Regions from separate parts of the Oryctolagus cuniculus genome. Here region 1 is linked to region 2. The links are chromatin contacts, called in public Micro-C maps. All regions are on one chromosome and are shown on one strand. Each heading gives the region's core, a stretch centred on a gene start, on an enhancer-like site or on the middle of the called end of the contact. The rest is flanking DNA. Distances are from core to core; before and after follow the strand shown. Region 1 has its middle 27 kb from the start of PRELP. Region 2 holds the start of FMOD (fibromodulin).

Region 1 (5,555 bases), core at 424-2,923, 60 kb after region 2:
CCAGGGGGAGGACAGAGAAGCAAGACCGAGTCCTCAGGCTTGGGAGGAAGGGGGCAGGTGTCAAGGCCTGCAGGAGTCAGCACCACGCACCCTGCACACACGGGCTCCGAGCACCCGGGAACCCTCACCCCCGGCCGAGTTTCTGGCACAAGCGAGTCACTTGAGAGCCGCTCGAGACCCTCTCGACTGAACGGCCATGAAGCAGCCACATCAGGACTTGAACTCCGTTCTGAAACAAACGCCTGAGAGCTTCCCACCAGGCCACAGCTTGGGGAACAGCAGTGGGAGGAGGACGAGGCTGTGGCAGGGTGGAGGGAACGCCAAACCTCCAAGACCAAGGTCAAAGCCGTCCGTGACCTTGACAGTTAATCTCCACATGGAAGCCTCAGCCTTCCATGTCACAAAGCGAGGGTGTGGGCTAGGGGCCAGGAGCCTTTCCACCCCTAAGCACAGAAAGTTCATTCGTGTTTGCTACTGCTATGTAGCCTGGGCAGGAACTCCACGGTGAGTACCCCCTGCCTGCAGCCCGTTCAAGACTGAGGCCAGGGACCAGGCCTTAACGTTGACATTGTCTCCAAAGAGCCTGATCAATTAATATTTCATTAACCAAACGAAGAAGTAATTACTTATGAAGCCTGCAGTGGTGTTTGACTGACAGTGCGAAAGAGAACATGAACGATCCCAGTCGCCGGGAGCTTGCGCACTCGCACAGGGTGCTTGCCAAGCGCGAACCAAAATCACTAGTGCTTCCTGGAAGAGCTGTGTGGCCATGCCCGCTGCAGCCCGGCCTCCTCCCCAAAGAGGACGCAACGGGAGGTTGAGGTGCTCTGTGTGGTGTCTGCTTTACTGGAAGCTGGCTGCCTCGGACACGTTGCTGAGGTCGTCTCTGACTGCGGTTGGCCAGTCTTGGGGTGTGTGTGTGTGTGTGTGAGATCTGGTGGGGCTTGCGTGTGCCTGGTGTGACAGGGGAGGTGGGTCAGGAGTGGTGTTCATGGTGCTGATGCGGACCGGGGTGTGGCCGCACTGAGAAGAGGCAGGCTAGCCAGCTGCAGGAAGAAGGACCCTGGGAGGAAGACATGCTGCTCCCAGGAGCGGGAACGACGGGCGGAGGGGATGAGGGTGTCCACGGGCCGGGAGGAGAGGGCGCCGGGGCTCGCTGCGGGGGCTGCCAGGCACCCGAGCCGGAGGTGCGAGCCTGTCCCGACGTGGTGAGAAGGTCTTGTGGGCGACGCTAGGGCTGCTGGCTTTATTCAGAGACTAAGGGAGGAGCCGTGCCTCCCGCCCTTGTCCCCAACAGCCCTTTGGGGGACCTTCCCCCTCTCACCCAGCTTTACAGGGCTCCCGGCTGCCTGGGACAAACTTCCTGCTGCTCCTCCCCCAGTGCCCTGCTCAGACTCCCTTAAGCCTTCCTGGACAAACTCATTCAGCCCCAGCAATGCTAAACCCCTGGCCCCCAAGCCCCGGCCGACACCTACCGCTTCCCCTAACTCTCCCCATTCCCAGTGCAGCTCCTCTGTGGAGAAGAGAGAGGGCAGCTCCGGCTGAACCTTTGGCCCCAGGATGCAGAAAGAGGACGGAGAGAGAGGGGCTGGGAGGGGAGGAAGCGCCCGGGCTGGTGGCCAGCCCCGGATGCCTGGGGCTGGGCTGGGGCTCGTGGTCCTCTGTGTTCTGGAATGTGGCAGGGCCTTGCCAGGGCGTCTTGGAGCGGCTCCTCCCCAAGCCGCTCACTCCTCACCCTGGACAGAGCCACGCTGGCAGCTCCTCCTGGGCCTTCCTCACGGTGCACGGGTGCCCCACGGTGGACGGAGCTCCGAGGCTCCCGTCCTGCTCACTGCGAGGGCTCAGAAGCCGCACAACCGTGTGTGTTCCTTGCCCTTTGCACGGGGCAGGGTGGGCCCTGGGTGTGCCCCGAGACCCCTTGCTGGAGCCGTTGTTCTCTGTGGGGCCTCGGGCTGCTTGGCCTTCTGGGGTCCCGCCTGCTGGCGCAGTGCCCTCCTCGTCAGGGGACATGGACCCCCAAGCCACGTCAGCCCTGGTCTCCTGTGTCCTCCTCCTGCCCTCCTCCTGGGGGGCACATCCCAGTGCGATCTTGAGGAGACACATGGGCTCTTCTGAGCCCAGTCTAAATGTCCAGGGTGGATCTGGGCCCCCTTCAAAAGGGAGCATGCCAACAGGAGCCAAGGCCTGAGCCCACCCCCAGCTCCCGGTCCCCAGACCCAGGGTCTGGGCCCCAGCACAGGGCATGAAGACCGAGGCCCCACACAGAGGCTGGGGCAGAGCCCTGGAGTACTGTGCAATGGAGGAGCATCTGTTTACTTTTATTTTTATTTTATTTTTTCCCACATAACAGCCTGCGCACAGCTGCTGGAAGGAGACGCGCGGAACACTCGGGAAACCCCCGGGGAGGGACGCGCCGTCCCTTAGGGCTCACTGTGGGCTCTTGGCTAAGGGGGCTAGGCTGGCGGTCAGGAGAGAAGTGCAGCAGGGCAGTGAGGGTGCCCTAACCCTCCATCTACAGGATTCGAGAGACAGCTCCAGCATTCTAGAAACGGGACTAACATCAGGCGCCGGCACACCAACTCTGCCTCTGGAGGAAACTGGGCCGCAGCCAGAACAATGTCACGTCTTAACCAGGCAGCCAGTGAATTCAGAGAGGAAGTCAGACCACCACCCAGCCTCCCTGCCCCCTCCCTCCCCCAACTGAGTCACGGAGCTATTACACCACCAGAAATGGGCTAACCCTGAAGAGCGAGCACCAGCCGGAGCCGGTCCCTGGCCTCCAGGAACTCGCAGCCCCTTGGGAAATTCCAGGAAACTGAGGCAGCTCGTTACACACCCTTCTCTCTCAGCTCAGCTTCTCCCTTCCTGTCTCTTCTCCTCACTCCAAAGTTCATTGCCAGGCCCAGCAAACCCGCTTCTCCCACCAGCCCCTGCTCTCTCCTGCCAAGCACAGAAGCAGACAGTGACAGACACATAGGTCTCTAAGGGCCCTGAGGCATGGGGCTCCTGTCTGCATCTGGACACAGCAGGGCAGGGGCAGCCCAAATTCCCCAGGTCATAAGTCACACTGACCTCCAGCCCTGGAACAAACAGACAATTCCTTGGCTTCCAGCCGCTGACCTGACTGTCTCAGAGGCCCAGGACGACTGTCCACGCTGCAGTCCCCTGCACTGGGTCTTGCAGAGCAACATGCAGAGGGCAGAGGCTCTGGGCTCCCGTCTCAAAGCCATTGCCATCAAAGAAGCTCAGTCCAGCAAAATCGCGGAAGCCATCTGTCTGCAAAGTGTCCCGAGCTCTCCGTGTGCTTCCTCCAGTTCTGTGAAGAGGGTGGCGCTACCAGAACAGTGAAATCCTGTCCACCACCTCGTCCGATCCTCCACACACCTACCCCTCTTCCGGCCTGCCTGCATATCTTCCTTCCTTCCTTCCCTCCTTCCTTCCTTTCTTTTTAAAGATTTACTTATTTACTTGAAAGAGTTACACAGAGAGAGAAGGAGAGGCAGAGAGAGAGGGAGAAAGAGAGAGAGAGAGGGGTCTTCCATCTGCTGGTTCACTCCCCAATTGGCCACAATGGCCAAAGCTGTGCCTATCCAAAGTCAGGAGCCAAGAGCTTCTTCTGGGTCTCCCATGTGGGTGCAGGGGCCCAAGGACTTGGGCCATCTTCTACTGCCTTCCGAGGCCACAGCAGAGAGCTGGATCAGAAGTGGAGCAGCTGGGTCTCAAACCGGTGCCCATATGGGATGCTGGCACTGCAGGCTAGGGCTTTATCCGCTATGCCACAGCACTGGCCTCTGTCTACATACTTTTTCTCCTTCCTCTTCTGCACTCTTTCCTCTTGCTTCTGCAACACAAAACCCCGGACACGCAGGCCAGAAAACATCAAATGCTCCCTGGAGGCAGAAAGATGAGGAGGAAGTAGCCTTGTGGCCTAGCAGTGAAGCCCACGGATGGGACCCTGGCGCCCGGGTTGGAGAACCTGGGTTCAGTACCTGACCCATCCCGACTCCAGCCTCCTCTCAAGCACACCCTAGGAGGCAATGGTGATGGCTCAGGAAGCTGGGTCCCTGCCTCCAAATGCGCGACCTGGGTTGTGTTCCTGGCTCTTGGCTTCCACCAAGCTCAGCCCTGGCCGTTGCAAGCATCTGGGGAGTAAACCAGAAGATAGGAGCTCCCTGTCTTTCTCTATCTTTCAAATAAAACAAAATATTTAAAGTTTTTTTTTTAAAAGAATAGGAGACAGCATCCTCTTTCCTAGGCAGAGGAGAGGGGAGAGCCTGGACATTCATAGAGTAATAATGTTTTGTCCATCACAACAGCTGTCACTCCAGGGAGCCCCTCTCCCCAAGCCCCAGGTGGGCAGGACAATTTCCAGACAAAACGACCGTAGTTCCCAGGCTGCGGGTTCTAGAAGTTCCGTTCCAGTTCCGAGCTACAATGGACTACCACCCACCAACTGCCCCAATTTAGAGTTGGACAAACAAGGCTGCTGTGTCTCTGACATACCCTTCCTCTTGGCAGCCTTGCTGTGTTCTGACCGTGGTCAACACTTGCTGCACTGTTCACTCCACTTGTACCTGCTTGGTCACCTAGAGCGTGCAGGTTCCAGAAGGTTCTAAACTCTACCTATTTTTGTCTTGTGCTAAAGCTCATGAATAGGTCTGTCGAGCTTAGCTAACGCTGCATAATGAATTGCCCCAAATGCAGAGACTTAAAACCAAAACAATCACTTGTGTCTCCTTGCTTCTGTGGGTCACAAGTGTGGGAGAGGCTTGGCTGGTCCTCATGGCTCGGGTCTCTCAGGATGCTGTGGGCACAAGATCTTCCAAGTGTCTGGAGCTTTGGCTGCGGCCGCAGCATCTACTTCCAGGGCTGGCAAGTGGTGCTGGCTGTTGGGAGGAGATGGGGGGTGGGCCTTGGTTCAAGTGGGCCTCCCCATGTGCCGTGGGGTCCCTTGCAACATGGCGGCTAGAAGTCACATGGTCTCACTCCTGCCTTGCACCATTGGTCAGAGCGACCCCAAGCCCCGCCCCTTCTCCCAGTCAACCAACCAGCATAAGCCCCGCCTCTCAGCAGGAGTATCAGTTCCCCGGAAAGGAGCTAGTGAGGTGGGATAAATACATAGGTGGAGGTCACCTTCGGGAAACCCAGTGCACAGGGTCTCTGTCTTGTGAGCCCATCACAAATGCTCTTTGGTGAACTTAGTACCTTCTGTCACCTGGGCCTGAAACAGCCAGAAACCTGCAGAGCTGTGAACTAGGTAACTGCTGGTGCCTTGACAGCCCTGCGACGGGGACGCATCACCTATGCTGTGCCTTTGAAGCTGTGCTAGCAGAGAAAGCACTCCTGGGCGGGGAGCCGGGGCCCTGCGCTCCAGCTCTGCCTCGGTGTCTATGTCCCTCAAAGGGACCACGTCCCCATGCCCGGAACCTGTGCGTGTGCCGCCTTCTGTGACAAAGGGGACGCCACCAGTGTGGTAGGTGAAGGGTTCTGAGATGGAGCATTGTGCTGGGTGATCCTGCCGGGCCCAGAGTCATCACAGGGTCTGCAGGGGCGGG
Region 2 (5,218 bases), core at 1,209-3,708:
CAAGAAGGAACAGAATGGAGTTACTGCATTTAGAGGGGTAGGTCCACGGCAGCCTTAGCCCCAGGCAGGTTCTGCCGAGGTAGCTGGAAACCCCACAGCCGTCGTGTGTGTGTGTGTGTGTGTGTGTGTGTAGAGGTGTAGGGGTGGGAGTCATGGGCTCCTTGGGCCTGGATTCACATCCAGTTTGGACTCTCCAGGGAAACACTATTTTCCAAGAGTCCAAGGACAAAGCCCTCTGGCTCTTCCTGTCCCGGAGAAACTTCTAGAAGCAGCTTGAGCATCAAAGGGGAAAATCTGAGCCACTTGGGAAGCTCTTTGGGGCTCTTAGGCAGGCTGGGGTTTTCTGGCCCTGGGCGTCTGGGGAGGGGTGTGGCCCCTCAGCGGCCACCACGGGGCCTGGGCTTTCCTCCAAAGTGCCACTGTTGGTGGCATTCGGCTGGGTGAGAAAACCCTCTGGTTAGCAGTCTGTGGTCATGCATGCAGCTTGGCTGGGCCTGGAGGAGCCCCATGTGGGACTCATCTGGAGACGGGCACAGATCCCCTCCAGCCGGGGGACATGGGGTGCGGCACAGTGTGGGGAGGCCGAGCTGGTCTGCCTCCCTGTCTTCCCTGGAGCCCAGCGAAGTGTTAGCACCCTGGGGACACGGGGCCTAGAGCAGTGACTGAGAAACACCGACAGATGGAGGGGACGTTGGAGGTTCTCACGTTTGCCCAAGGGAACGCGGCTTTGGATGGGGTTCTGACACCCACCTTGGAGCGTGCCGGGCCACTGTGATGAGGCCGGGGCAGGCTGAGAGGGCAGCGCGGGGGCTGGGGGCCCCTGGGAGGGAAGTTGAAGGTATGGAGGGAGGGGTGCAGTAGTGTGCCTTCAGGTCTGGGGAGCCCGCCCCTATTACCTCCCTCCAGGGCACTGCACAGCCTCTGTGGGCACCTTCCAGAGAGTCACCCTCGGACAGAGAACTCCCAGGGCTGTCCTGGGTCTGGAAGAGTCCCACTTAGCCGCTGCATTGCTGTTGGGCCTTGCTGGGCCGGCGACCGTGGACAGGGGACAGAAAGGATAATAAAAGCCAGCCTCAGAACTGATGGGAAGGGCCTTGGTGGCCATGCTCAAACTGCTGGCCACTGGCTCCTCCAGGCAGTCCCCTGGGCCTGCCACGAGCCACTGGGCTGCAGAAGAGCTAGCAGGCATCCTGGCTCATCCTCAGGCAGCCCAGGCCTCAGACAAAGAGCCCCAGTGTTCTGAGAAGCAGACTCGACTGCCCACTGCCTGGGCACGCTGGCTGCTCCCTGGCTGTGGCCAGGCAAGAAGACGGATGGAGCAGCCTGCTGCCAACTGTGCATTTTTCCATGTACAGCCCTGGGCTGCTGCAGGACCAAGGTGGTGGCCTAGAGGCTGGCACAGTGAGCCTCTGTCTCTGTTTCTCCTTTTCCAGACTGGGCACCTTGGCAGCCAAGAGCCACAGTCCCCTTGAAACCCAGCTTTCCAGGGTCTGTGTGTCCCACCCGCTCTGGCCTCTGCTTAGATCCAGGGCTGCTGCGAGGGTTTGGTAGGGGAGCTTACGCCTCCCCCCGATCCCACTGCCTCTGTGAGCCACGTAGCTTCGGGGTTGGATACTCTTACCTTGCTTCCCACAATGCCACGGGTCCACCTGTGCTCAGCCTTGCTAAGGTAGAAAGCTCGGGGACTGACACACCAGGAGCTGGGGCGGGGTGGGCGGGGGGCACCTAACTCAGAACCTGCTGCTGTTCTCTTACTCGTCTGCCCTAGAGAAAGTTCTCCTCCTTCAAACGGGGAGCTGTCCCCTAACCTGGGGGGGACCCCACCGGGACGCACAGCCCCCTGGACACAGCCGATGCTTCATCCGACTCTTAACCGCTCCCTTGCACTCAGCACCTCATGCATGCTATACAAAGCAGCATTTAGGACACCCAGGGCTCGGGCCACCCCCAAAGTGCCCCAGATCTCAAAGGGTTGAGGTTATGGGGATCCCCACATTATTTGAACTTTTACATTTTTTGTGCCTGAGAACTGGAGGTCCCCCCGAGGACCGCAAAGGAGATGTCCTGCAACTGGACCTCTTGCCCCGGGCAGCATCCCTCCGGGGCAGCCCAGACTGGGGGGGAAGGAGGATGGCCCACCCCTGCCCTCTCCCAGGTCATGTCTTCGACTTCCTTTATGGACCGACAAGGGACAAACCCGAAGTAAGATGCCTGCACTTACCTCGAGCTGAGCGGAGGAAGAGTGCCCACGTCCCTCGGTCCGGCCTCCTTGGGCTGCAGAACGTGGGCGCGAGGAGAGCAAAGTGAGCTCTGCTGAGAGTGCGCGGCCGTGCCAGGCCAGGGCCCGCCCCCAAATTCCTAACCAGGAGCCTGGAGAGAGGGGTTGCGGAGCGGGCCGGCTCCCTGGCGGGCGGCAGGGGCGGAGCTCGCCAGGGCGCGCGGAGACCCGAATCCGCCCCCGGCCCGCTGGAAAACCACCTTCTTTCCACTCGCCGATCTTCCAGGGAGTTAGCGCGCGCCCTGGACGCCAAAGTGCCTGGGTTTCTCATTAAAGCCACAAAGGCAGATGTGAGCAGGGGAGGGCCCGGGTTTGGGGAGAGGTGTCTTTAACCCCCGAGCGGGCCCCGAGCGGCCCGCGGGCAGCTGTGGCCCCTCCTGGCTCCAGCGCCCCCTACAGGCAGGTCTCAGACCGGCGGCGACTCGCGTGCCTCGCGCAGGGCAGGGGCTGACTCCAGCTGGGACCCCAGACTGCCCTGGCTCCTTCCCTGACACTGGGACACACGCAAAAGCAAGGAACCTCATTTCACAGCACCTGCCGCAGTGGGGAGGACTGTGGGAAGACCCGAGCTAGGCTAGCACGCAGCTGAGGTCCCCTGTGAGGCAACCATGACCACAGCGGTGCCCATTATACAGATGTAGAGTCTGGGAAAGACGAGGTCTAGGAAGGCGGCAGAAGCTAGACCGAGAAGGGGCTTTGTTGGTTTTGATTTTTGAAAGTTTAAGAACAGCACGTTTTAAGAGGGGGAAGCAATGGGATCTGGTATATGCATGCATACATATATATATATATGTATACTTATATATAAAGATTCATTTTATTTATTTGAAAGGCACAGGGACAGAGAGGGAGACAAAAATCTTCCACCTACTGGTTCACTCCTCAAAGGCTGGGACAGGCCAAAGCCAGGAGCCAGGAGCCAGGAGCCAGGAGCCAAAGCCAGGAGCCAGGAGCCAGGAGCCAGGAGCCAGGAGCTGCTTCCAGGTCTCCCATATGGGTGCAAGGGCTCAAGCACTCGGGCCATCCTCCCTTGCCTTCCCAGGTGCATCAGCGGGGAGCCAGATCGGAAGCGGAGCAACCGGTGCTTGACCCGGTGCCTGTGTGGGATTCTGGCGTTGCAGGAGTAATCTACCATGCCACAGCGCCGGCCCCTGTCTGACATTTTTTAGAGCACATGGGAGGGGTCATTGTCTGAGGAAATGAGGCCCCAGCCCAACCTCGAGGAGACAGAATGGCAGATTAGATGAGTGTAGTGGAAGAGGGGCTAGCATACTTACTATTTTTTTTTTTTTTTTTTGTGACAGGCAGAGTGGACAGTGAGAGAGAGAGACAGAGAGAAAGGTCTTCCTTTGCCGTTGGTTCACCCTCCAATGGCCGCCGCGGCCAACGTGCTGCGGCTGGCGCACCGTGCTGATCCGATGGCAGGAGCAAGGTACTTATCCTTGTCTCCCATGGGGTGCAGGGCCCAAGCACTTGGGCCATCCTCCACTGCACTCCCTGGCCACAGCAGAGAGCTGGCCTGGAAGAGGGGCAACCAGGACAGAATCCGGCGCCCCGACCGGGACTAGAACCCGGTGTGCCGGTGCCGCTAGGCGGAGGATTAGCCTAGTGAGCCACGGCGCCGGCCAGCATACTTACTATTTTTAATTGGGACTTTTAAAAAGTTGTATTTACTTGAGAGGCAGAGAGACAGATGGAGAGAGAGAGCGAGAGAGCGCACTCCCATCCATTGTTTCACTCCCTAAATGCCCCCAGCGGCCTGGGCTGAGCCAGCTGGAAGTCAGGAGACAGAATCTCACCCCAGGTCTACCACGCGGGTGGCAAGGCCCCGGTCACTCGAGCCATCCCATTGCTGTCCAAGGTCTGTATCAGCAGGAACCTGGCATCAGGTTCAAAGGCACGCTGACGTCGGATGCAGGTCTCGCTACCGGCATCTTAACCTCGAGGCCAAACTCCCACCACAGGCTGCTGTAGAGAGAACCAGCAAGTTGTGTGGACAGATCGGATCTGGCAGTTAGGACAACTCAGGAATGACTCCGGGATCTTTTTTTTTTTTTTTTTTTTGACAGGCAGAGTGGACAGTGAGAGAGAGAGAGAGACAGAGAGAAAGGTCTTCCTTTGCCGTTGGTTGACCCCCCAATGGCCGCTGCGACCGGCGCACCGCGCTGATCTGAAGCCAGGAGCCAGGTGCTTCTCCTGGTCTCCCATGGGGTGCAGGGCCCAAGCACTTGGGCCATCCTCCACTGCACTCCAGGGCCACAGCAGAGAGCTGGATTGGAAGAGGAGCAACCAGGACAGAACCTGGTGTGCTGGCGCTGCAAGGCAGAGGATTAGCCTAGTGAGCCACGGCGCCGGCCTTCCATGATCTTGCTTTGAGCCGATGGTCAGCTGATGGAGCATTTCCGGGTGGACAGAGGTGGGTGGGGCAGGAAGCGTGCTTTGGCTGTGCCATGTGAGTGATGCCTTGTGCCCGGGGTGGGGGCATCCCAGTGAGGTGCATGTAGACAACTGATGTGTGAATCTGAGCGGAGTCCGGGGCCCAAGGGAAACACATGAGGACCCCTGGGTTTGGCTCACGTAGAATCTGGTAGCTTAGATGAACCCATGCGCCCTGAGCGTGCTGTCGTCCAGGGACTGGCTCCTGCCTAGGCCCGGAAGCCCCCCTATTTTAATGCCCACTGGGAAACCCTTGGGTGATTCAAACTTGAAGAACCCACTGCTAGTGCTGCTGGCTACACTGGACCTACACTGTGACTCGAGAGCTGGGGGAGGAGAAGGGGCAGGACTCGTGGGCACTCCCTCTTCTTCTTTTTTTAAAGATTTATTTGAAAGAGTTACAGAAAGAGAGGGGGGGCGTCTTCCATCTGCTGGTTCACTCTCCCAATTGGCCGCAACGGCCAGAGCTGCACCGATTCAAAGCCAGGAGCCAGGAGCTTCCTC

Evidence for each region. A called contact is a pair of places that touch in the nucleus more often than the background predicts.
Region 1: a Micro-C map of ear pinna shows a contact between it and region 2, with 2.9 times the contacts expected there. The contact joins the enhancer-like site here to the promoter of FMOD in region 2. A contact is called at or near these places in 2 of 6 Hi-C or Micro-C datasets (ear pinna and an unstated tissue).

The regions. Positions count from the first base shown.
Region 1 is chr13:19,129,143-19,134,697 of mOryCun1.1, forward strand. No RefSeq gene overlaps it. Among named protein-coding and RNA genes, the nearest start is that of PRELP, 27 kb to the right of the region's middle. Within about 2 kb of position 1,674, at least 3 of the 8 cell types and tissues checked have an H3K27ac peak or open chromatin away from gene starts, as enhancers often do. A contact at or near this core is called in ear pinna, where this site is marked.
Region 2 is chr13:19,067,930-19,073,147 of mOryCun1.1, forward strand. FMOD (fibromodulin) reads right to left here and starts at 2,459. Exons shown (of 4, transcript XM_051821140.2): 1 at 2,222-2,459.